Linked DNA regions of Macaca mulatta: all the other regions are linked to region 1. Evidence: chromatin contacts called from public Hi-C data. All regions are on one chromosome and are shown on one strand. Each heading gives the region's core, a stretch centred on a gene start, on an enhancer-like site or on the middle of the called end of the contact. The rest is flanking DNA. Distances are from core to core; before and after follow the strand shown. Region 1 holds the start of ATP5MG (ATP synthase membrane subunit g). Region 2 holds the start of KMT2A (lysine methyltransferase 2A). Region 3 holds the start of UBE4A (ubiquitination factor E4A).

What was found. A called contact is a pair of places that touch in the nucleus more often than the background predicts.
Region 2: a Hi-C map of CD4 T cells shows a contact between it and region 1, with 1.8 times the contacts expected there. The contact joins the promoter of KMT2A here to the promoter of ATP5MG in region 1. A contact is called at or near these places in 5 of 14 Hi-C or Micro-C datasets (CD4 T cells, cortical neurons, fetal cortex germinal zone and 2 more).
Region 3: a Hi-C map of CD4 T cells shows a contact between it and region 1, with 2.6 times the contacts expected there. The contact joins the promoter of UBE4A here to the promoter of ATP5MG in region 1. A contact is called at or near these places in 2 of 14 Hi-C or Micro-C datasets (CD4 T cells and liver).

Annotation. Positions count from the first base shown.
Region 1 is chr14:119,073,261-119,076,025 of T2T-MMU8v2.0, forward strand. ATP5MG (ATP synthase membrane subunit g) reads left to right here and starts at 1,509. Exons shown (of 3, transcript NM_001258127.1): 1 at 1,509-1,709. The coding sequence starts at 1,658.
Region 2 is chr14:119,112,978-119,115,677 of T2T-MMU8v2.0, forward strand. It overlaps KMT2A (lysine methyltransferase 2A), which reads left to right and starts at 1,398. Exons shown (of 36, transcript XM_077964395.1): 1 at 1,398-1,850. The coding sequence starts at 1,419.
Region 3 is chr14:119,031,044-119,033,836 of T2T-MMU8v2.0, forward strand. UBE4A (ubiquitination factor E4A) reads left to right here and starts at 1,285. Exons shown (of 22, transcript XM_077964377.1): 1 at 1,285-1,359.

The sequences.
Region 1 (2,765 bases), core at 259-2,758:
CAATGTGGCAAGACCCCATTTCTAAATAAATAAATGACTGCCTCTTCTCTGTCTTCAATTTCTCCCCTGAGTTCCACATCCCCCTTGGGTTTTCTGACTTGTAATCCTTTACAGCCATATTTCTTCACCATTCACCCTGACTTCTATCCTAATTTTTTGAAACTGCGCTAATTAGTTAAAGATTGCCATACTGCTAAATTAACTTTCCCATCCTTAATTTGACTTTTCTGCAGTATCTAGGGCAGCAGAATCACTCCTTCACTGAAAAGTTCTTAGTTCCTTGATACCACTTCAAATTTTTCTTTCCACCCCTCTAACCATTCCAAAAATCAGAGATTTACTTCTGCTCAGACTTCCCCAGGATACATTATAGTTCTGTTCGTCTCATCAAATGCCACTTCCCTACATACATCTTTTCCTTCTCATATTAAACTATGAAGTTTCAGCCCTCTGTAGTATACAGCTGTTCTCTCACACATCAGCTCAAGCATCTTCTCTAGGAAGTATGCTGAAATCACCACCATGCCTAATCTGATAGAATGCCCCCTCTCTGAGTTTACATTGCAGCTTCTTCAGATCTGAACTCTGCCACTTCCAAATTGTGTGGCCATTTTTCAAGACCAGTCTCAATGGGGACAATGCCTTACAGGCTTTCTTTAAATTCCAAAATGCCTGGCATAGTGTGGGCGTTCAATACAGGTGTTTTTTCCCTCACATCTGCACAACTCCTTGTGGCTAACTAGGGAATTAGGGGAAATGGATTCCAATCCTGATACAGGACTTTGGGGAGACTGGGATTACAAAAAAATCAACTTTAAAAAGGGCTGTGGGGCCAGGGGCGGTGATTCACGTCTGTAATCTCAGCACCAAGGCGGGCGGATCACTTGAGGCTAGGAGTTCGAGACCAGCCTGGCCAACATGGTGAAACACAGTCTCTACTAAAAATACAAAAATTAGCCAGGCGTGGTGGCGGGCGCCTGTAGTCCCATCTACTCGGAAGACTGAGGCACGACAATCGCTGGAACCTGGGGGACGTAGGTTGCAATGAGCCGAAGTCGTGCCACTGCACTTCAGCCTGGGCGACAGAACGAGACTGTCTCAAATAAAAAGGGCTATGGGTTGAACCTGGTACCAGGTTGTGTGGTGCTTGCTCGGACTCTAACTTTATATGTTTGGCCTTGGACCCTCTCTACCTCTGTACAACGATCGTGTGGGACTAGAAGAATCTCAGCGAATGCTTCTGCAGCACCGACTTCATAGGTTCTCAGAAACGCAGCTAAAGCACACAACGCGAAATAGCGGATATCGGCGCCAAGAAGAGCACTGAAGGTTCAGGGCGCATGCGCATTTCCGCTCCTTGCCGGGTTTCCGGACCTCTGCTAGTGGCTGCCCAACAAAATGCCTGCTTCTCTGCGGAATCCCGCTGTTCTTCACATGCTCTCTAATATCATCTTTTCATATCCACCTTCTCTTCCATGTTGAAAAAAGTAAGTGGACAGACTGGATTCTGCAAAGATCTTTGGACATTTAAATATCCTCGACCGGCGCGAAAAGAGGCGGCCTGACCTTGGAAGTGGGACGGGGTCCTGCAGCGGGTCCTTCCGGCGGGTGACATTCAGCCGGCCGTTCCGGGAGACGGACTTCGCATCCTAGAACCATGGCCCAATTTGTCCGTAACCTTGTGGAGAAGACCCCGGCTCTGGTGAACGGTGAGCGCGATGTAAGACCGCCGAGGCGGGCACACGGGCGGCAGGGAGGCCTGCGATGGCCTGAGAGGAAGAAGCGGGCGGCCAAGACCCGAGGGGCCTGCGGGTGCCGGGGCGGGATGGCCTGCAGGTGAAGGAAGCAGGAAGGTTGGCGACTCTCCTCTAGCCTTCCGCTCGCCTGACCTGCAGATTGGGTTCTCTACACAACCTAGAAGTTCCTGAAATCCAACCACCACTGGGAAGAGAGGTAGTGTGAAGGATGCCCGGCGTTGCCCGGCAGCTCCGCCATTACGCCCCCTGAGATCGCTAAGGGCAGGAATATAGAGGGCATGGCTCTGTTAGGAGAGCTAAGAAAAGGAAGGGCAGAAACGTGTGAAAGTACATCAATTGGGCCTCATCACATGGTCTGGTTGTCAGTGGAGTATTTGGAAGTCAACAGAAATGTCGACTTTGCTTTCTGTCCTAGACGGATTCTAAGATACTTCCACTTTAATCCGAGGGAAATTTTAAGTGGAAATGGACTTCATGGATGAGTATCCGTGCCCCGAGAAGCATAGAACGGGATCCGTATAAATAGTAATCTTTGTTATTACAGCTTAGCATTCGTGGAATTTTTTCGGCTTGAAGAGCCTCACTGGTAGACCGCTGTATTTCACAACAACCCTGAATAATCACAGCTTCTGAGTACTAGTTTATTTGGCCAGTAAATATTTCAGTTGTCTTCTCAGTGGCAGGCTATTCATTTTATTCGTGAAGCGAGATAAGATAAATTGACGTAAGGTTTTCCTAAATGTGCTGTATTCCAGTAAGTTGACTGAAGGTCAGATCTCTAACTTTCGCCCAGATTTCTGAAATGTGAATAGAAAGCAGAACTTCAAAAAAAAATGTAATACTTTTTAGTCTCTTTTGCTATGTTTGAGTTTGATTTGGGTACTTTCTTTTTCTTTCTTTTTTTTTTTTTTTTTTTTTTTTTTTTTTTTTTTTTTCCCTAGAAGACAGGGACTCTCACTCTGTCGCCCAGGTTGGAGTGCTGTGGCAGATCACAGCTCACTGCAGCCT
Region 2 (2,700 bases), core at 148-2,647, 40 kb after region 1:
AGGAAGGCTGCGTGACCTTCCAGCGAACTCCACCTCGGCTGGGGGGATGGAGGCTGCCCCGGGGCCTGCAGGCTCTGTATCGATCCCCCAGCTTCAACCAACGCAAGTTCCCCCGACACAAACCCCTCCCTACCCTCTCGGCTTTCCCAGCCTTGCAGGCTTCTAACGCTATACTCGAGGCGCCCTCCCCTCTTTCCCGCAATAAAGTAAACCCGGTGGATATTCATTCCCCTCCCTAACTCGCCTCCTTCTTTCCCCCTCCCCCCTCAGCTTACTAACCCCGCGCACAGAGCTCGCCGCCGGCGGGCCCCTTCCACCCAGTGTATCATAATGCCCAACGCTCTCCTCCTCCCCCTCTCTTAATCAGAAACGTGCTCGCGAGCCCCCCTCCCTCTGCGTGCATACATTAGGGTCTGCTTTGCATGCAGCGGCAGGCAGACACCGGAGGAAGAAGGGGCGGGGGCGCTTTTGCCCGCCTCTTCCCTCCAGGCCCCGTTAGCCACCCAGCTTCAGCTTCGTTGTAACACCGCGTCGTTAGCGGAGCACGCCGTGGCCTCAGTGCCCGGGCTGGAGAAACACAACCCAACTCCCTGCAGAAGGGCACAAAAGCCAGACGAGTGCACAGTAGAGCGAGGAGGTGGCAGGAGACCTGCCACTCGTGTGTGCATTTTGGAGAGAGCTCCAGCATGAAAATGGGAGGGGCTCCTTTTTTATTTTTTAAAGTGCGTTCATTGAGGGCCTTTCTGTTTTGCATATAGTAAACTGGGCAGTGCTTCTGTTTTGCATGTAGTACAATAAGGGCTCTTTTATTCTAGAAGCGTTCAATTCGGGCTAACCCATCTTGTATCCGTGCCCTGGGGCGGAGGAGAAGGCTCACTGCTCCCCGACCCAGCCGCCGCGTTATACTGGAAGCTGCTCTCCCGGGCGGTTCGATTCCCAGCGCGTCCCGGGAACGTGTGTAATCGGCCTCTCAGTGCTCAAGGCTGCAGGCGGCCCGGCTCCCTCCGCCTCCATCTCCGCGTAGCCCTCGCCCCCTCCCCCTCTCTCCGGAACCCGCGCTCTGCTCCGGGCTCCCGGGCTTCCTTCCCCCCTCCTTTTCCCGAGCAATGCCTCTCCCGGAGGGCGGGGCATGCACTTATCCAGGTTGCGGGGCGGGCGGGCGGGCAGGAGGGGGCGGCCCGGGCCTCGGGATGGAGTTGCAGCGCCCAGGCGTCAGAGGCAGAGGCCCGTGGCCGCTATACAGATTGCGGGGCTGGCGGGCGCGGCCCGGCGCTCTGCATAGCGGCCTGTAGAGTGCAGGCGGCCAGGCAGCGCCGAGCGGGTTAGGCAGGTTCCGGGGCCCCGTGCCCCCCCCTCCGCCTCCCCGCCCCCCTGTGTTGTCGCCTCTCCCTCTCGCTGCTTCACTTCACGGGGCGAACATGGCGCACAGCTGTCGGTGGCGCTTCCCCGCCCGACCCGGGACCACCGGGGGCGGTGGCGGCGGGGGGCGCCGGGGCCTAGGGGGCGCCCCGCGGCAACGCGTCCCGGCCCTGCTGCTTCCCCCCGGGCCCCCGGTCGGCGGTGGCGGCCCCGGGGCGCCCCCCTCCCCCCCGGCTGTGGCGGCCGCGGCGGCGGCGGCGGGAAGCAGCGGGGCTGGGGTTCCAGGGGGAGCGGCCGCCGCCTCAGCAGCCTCCTCGTCGTCCGCCTCGTCTTCGTCTTCGTCATCGTCCTCAGCTTCTTCAGGGCCGGCCCTGCTCCGGGTGGGCCCGGGCTTCGACGCGGCGCTGCAGGTCTCGGCCGCCATCGGCACCAACCTGCGCCGGTTCCGGGCCGTGTTTGGGGAGAGCGGCGGGGGAGGCGGCAGCGGAGAGGTAAGGGGGCGAGGAACCCCCAGGTCCGGGGTCTCGACCCTCTGCGGAGCCCCCTCCCCTCCCCCATCCGGGATTGAGGAGCATCCCAATTCTGGGACCATCTCAGGGTCCCTCACCCGGGGCGAATGGCTCTCCCATCTTGGGACCCCCATGCAGGGCTGCAGACACCCAGGCGCCCCCACCCCGGGGTTTGGGCCCATCTGGCTGAGGGCGTTTGCCCCCCGCTCTCCTCCCCCTGACCCTTCCCCAAATCCCTTGGCACAGACCCCCTCGCCGGGGTTTCCCATCCCGGGACTGAACCCCTCCTCCCTTTCACAGATTACCTCATCCGAGCAAGATTCCTCCCTCCCTCCCTCCTAGAGACCTGATCCCGCCACATCCCCGCCTCCCTCTCTGGGCAGATGTGTTACTCCTAGGGCAGTTTTCCTCTCGGGCATCTCTCGGGTGATGGCCTCATCCAGGACCACGTTCTCCTAGCCCTTGGGGATCGATGTCCCTTCCAGCACCTTGCTTTCGAAAACCCGATGAACCCTCGCCCCGTCCCCGGGCCAGGTCCCTATACTGCCAGCCACTCCCCCTTCCTTCACCTCCACCCTCTACCCCCACCCCAAGCAGACAGATCCTCCCCCATTCCTCCCTACCCCACCGGGGAAAATCTCTCCTCTGCACCTTTCCTGGTCTCACCTCCTTTCCCTCTGAAGATAACGGTGATTCCTCATATAGCAGTCTCTTCCCCCCGCCCCCCCACCTCGTCTTACAGGGCTACAGTTTCTAGCCTATTGGTAGCCGGGAATTACTCTACCTTCACTCCACCCTTTCCCTCCTTTAGAATGAAGGATTAGTGGCATCT
Region 3 (2,793 bases), core at 35-2,534, 42 kb before region 1:
TTTTTTATATATAATAGCCATCCTAGTAGGTATTACGTTTTATTCTCATTTCCCTAAAGACGAGCGATGTTGAGCACTCTTTCATATGCTTATCCACAATTTGTACAGTTGGCCTTCCATATATGTGGACTCCATCTATGGATTCAACCAACCATGAATTGGAAATATTCCAAAACAAATTTCATCTGTACTGAACATGTACAGACTTTTTGTCATTATTCCCTAAACAATACAACACTATTTAGATTTACATTGTATTAGGTATTATAAGTGATCTAGAGATGACTTAGGCATATCTAGGATGACACAGGAGGATGTGCATAGTTTATATGCAAATACTGCATCATTTTGTATAAGGAACTTGAGCATCCATGGATTTTGGTACCCAGGGGGTCCTGAAACAAATCCCCCACAGATACCAAGTGGATAGTTATTCTCTTGGAATGTATCTTCTTTGGAGAAATGTCTATTCAAGTCCTTTGCCCTTTTTTGAACTGAACTGTTTGGGGTTTTTTTGTTCTTGTAGTTCTTTATATATTTTAGATATTAATCCTTTATCAGATATATGAGTTGCAACTATTTTCTCTCATTCTGTGAATTTTCACTTGCACAGCGCTTTTAACTCTTGAAAATTATTTCCTTTATTATTTATGTGTATCCTGATCTCTTGCCCTCGTGATCCGCCCGTCTCGGCCTCCCAAAGTGCTGGGATTACAGGCGTGAGCCACTGTGCCCGGCCATTTATGTGTATCTCAAAAACAACCTTGTAGGATGTATACCATCTCCACTTCACAGAGAAGAAAACTGAAATCCAATCAAAGATAGCACACTCCAAAGACTGCTCCGAAGACAGCACAATAACAAACTTTTAGTTGTTATTGCTATTAGTGTCATCCCTTTGAATAACAGAGAGTAACAGAAGCTGCTTCAAAAAGGTATAGGACTGGTGGGAAAATAAGAGAGCAGACCCCCAACAGAGGTTGCGAGCAGAGCCAGGGATCACAGTTTTATCTGCCCTCGGTACGCTGGTTTCCAAAACCCAGCCTCATATTCCACACTCCAAAGTGCACTGCCAGGTGGACCCACTCCCGTCCCGACAATCCGACCCCAGGCCACTTCCTGCCACTTCCGCCCCGCCTCCAGTCCGCAGCTATACAGCTAGCGCATGCGCTGTAGGCGGATTTGCGCGCCAGTCCCCCGGGTGAGCCTGCACACGGTGCTTCCGGCGCGGAGATGAACTTCCACAAACCCCGACGCTTGTTGATGACGTAACTTCCGGTTGATGTGCTGAGTCGGAAGTGGGAACCTTTCGGCCGCTGAGATTCTGTCGTGTCGTCGCTGCTAGCCCTTCAGGCTCTGGTAAGACAGGCAATAGCTTCAGGGGACGGGGTCATTGACTTTGCATTGTGATATTTTCTGCTAGTCCAATGCCACTTAATCCCTGTTCACTCTTATCTTCTCCAAATTCCTTCTCCTGTGCTTTCCTAACCAGGCACCTTCTCTTTCTTGAACTTCGACCCTGTCTGATTTGGAACCCCTTACAGTGCCCCAGCTTCTGATGTCTCTCTGTACATTTCTGTCCCCATCTTTGCCAAGCCCCTCCTGAACAGGCCGGAGCGCTATCATTGCATTATCTTTGACTTACTTTCTCTAGAACGTGCCCCAGGCGGGTGGATCTCCCTCCTTCCTGCGAATCCCTTATGGAACATGGAAGGATCAAATATGAAGAATAGATAACAAATAGGCAGATGCCAAGAAGATAAGATTAATCGCGAGTCGTAAGCAAACCAGTTGAAGGGTGTTGACATTTCTTAAGGCAGGTGATGAGTTCACCTCAGAAAACTCTTGGGTCACTCTGCTTCATGTTTCCTTGGGTTTAGAAGACACTTCTAAAATTGAGTGACCATGGCTCATGACCTTATATTTGATGAGCCTTCCCTTTAGGTTCAGTTGTATGCCCTGAGAGCAAGCATGTGTTTAGTCTCACTGTCATTTACTGTTTTGGCGTCACGTGGAAGCCCACCTGCGATAAAATGGGATCCAAGAAGGACTGCTGTCTGCTTTTTGACTTGACATCCTTCTAGGTTGCAGATAGATGTGTTGATGGAATTTTGTTGCCACATTCGTCTGGCCTAATAGTGTTAGGTGAAACATACAACAACGAAAATTGTTTTTTAATTTATATTTTAAGTTGATATTTTAATTTCTATTTTTAAATGATATATGTATTATTTACCAGGGCACAGACCTTATGGGAGGATATGATTTGATAGAGCTTGATTTTGACAATCCCAGTTTTACAAAGTGTTCCAGATATTTCTGTTTAAAAACAATACCGGCCGGGCGCGGTGGCTCATGCCTGTAATCCCAGCACTTTGGGAGGCCAAGGCGGGCGGATCACGAGGTCAGGAGATCGAGACCATCCTGGCTAACACGGTGAAACCCCGTGTCTACTAAAAATACAAAACATTAGCCGGGCGTGGTGGCGGGCGCCTGTAGTCCCAGCTACTCGGGAGGCTGAGGCAGGAGAATGGCGTGAACCCGGGAGGCGGAGCTTGCAGTGAGCCGAGATTGTGCCACTGCACTCCAGCCTGGGCGACAGAGCAAGACTCCGTCTCAAAAAAAAAAAAAAAAACCAAGTCTGATGTTAACACAGTTGTGTGTTCATGAGAGCTGACAATGGTCTTAAAGGATTAGTGGTACTATTCATAAACAAAGCTTGAATCAGGAGGAGGTGACAGAATTTTGTAGGACAGCTATTATAGATATAGATCTTTGCAGCAGGTATATCAG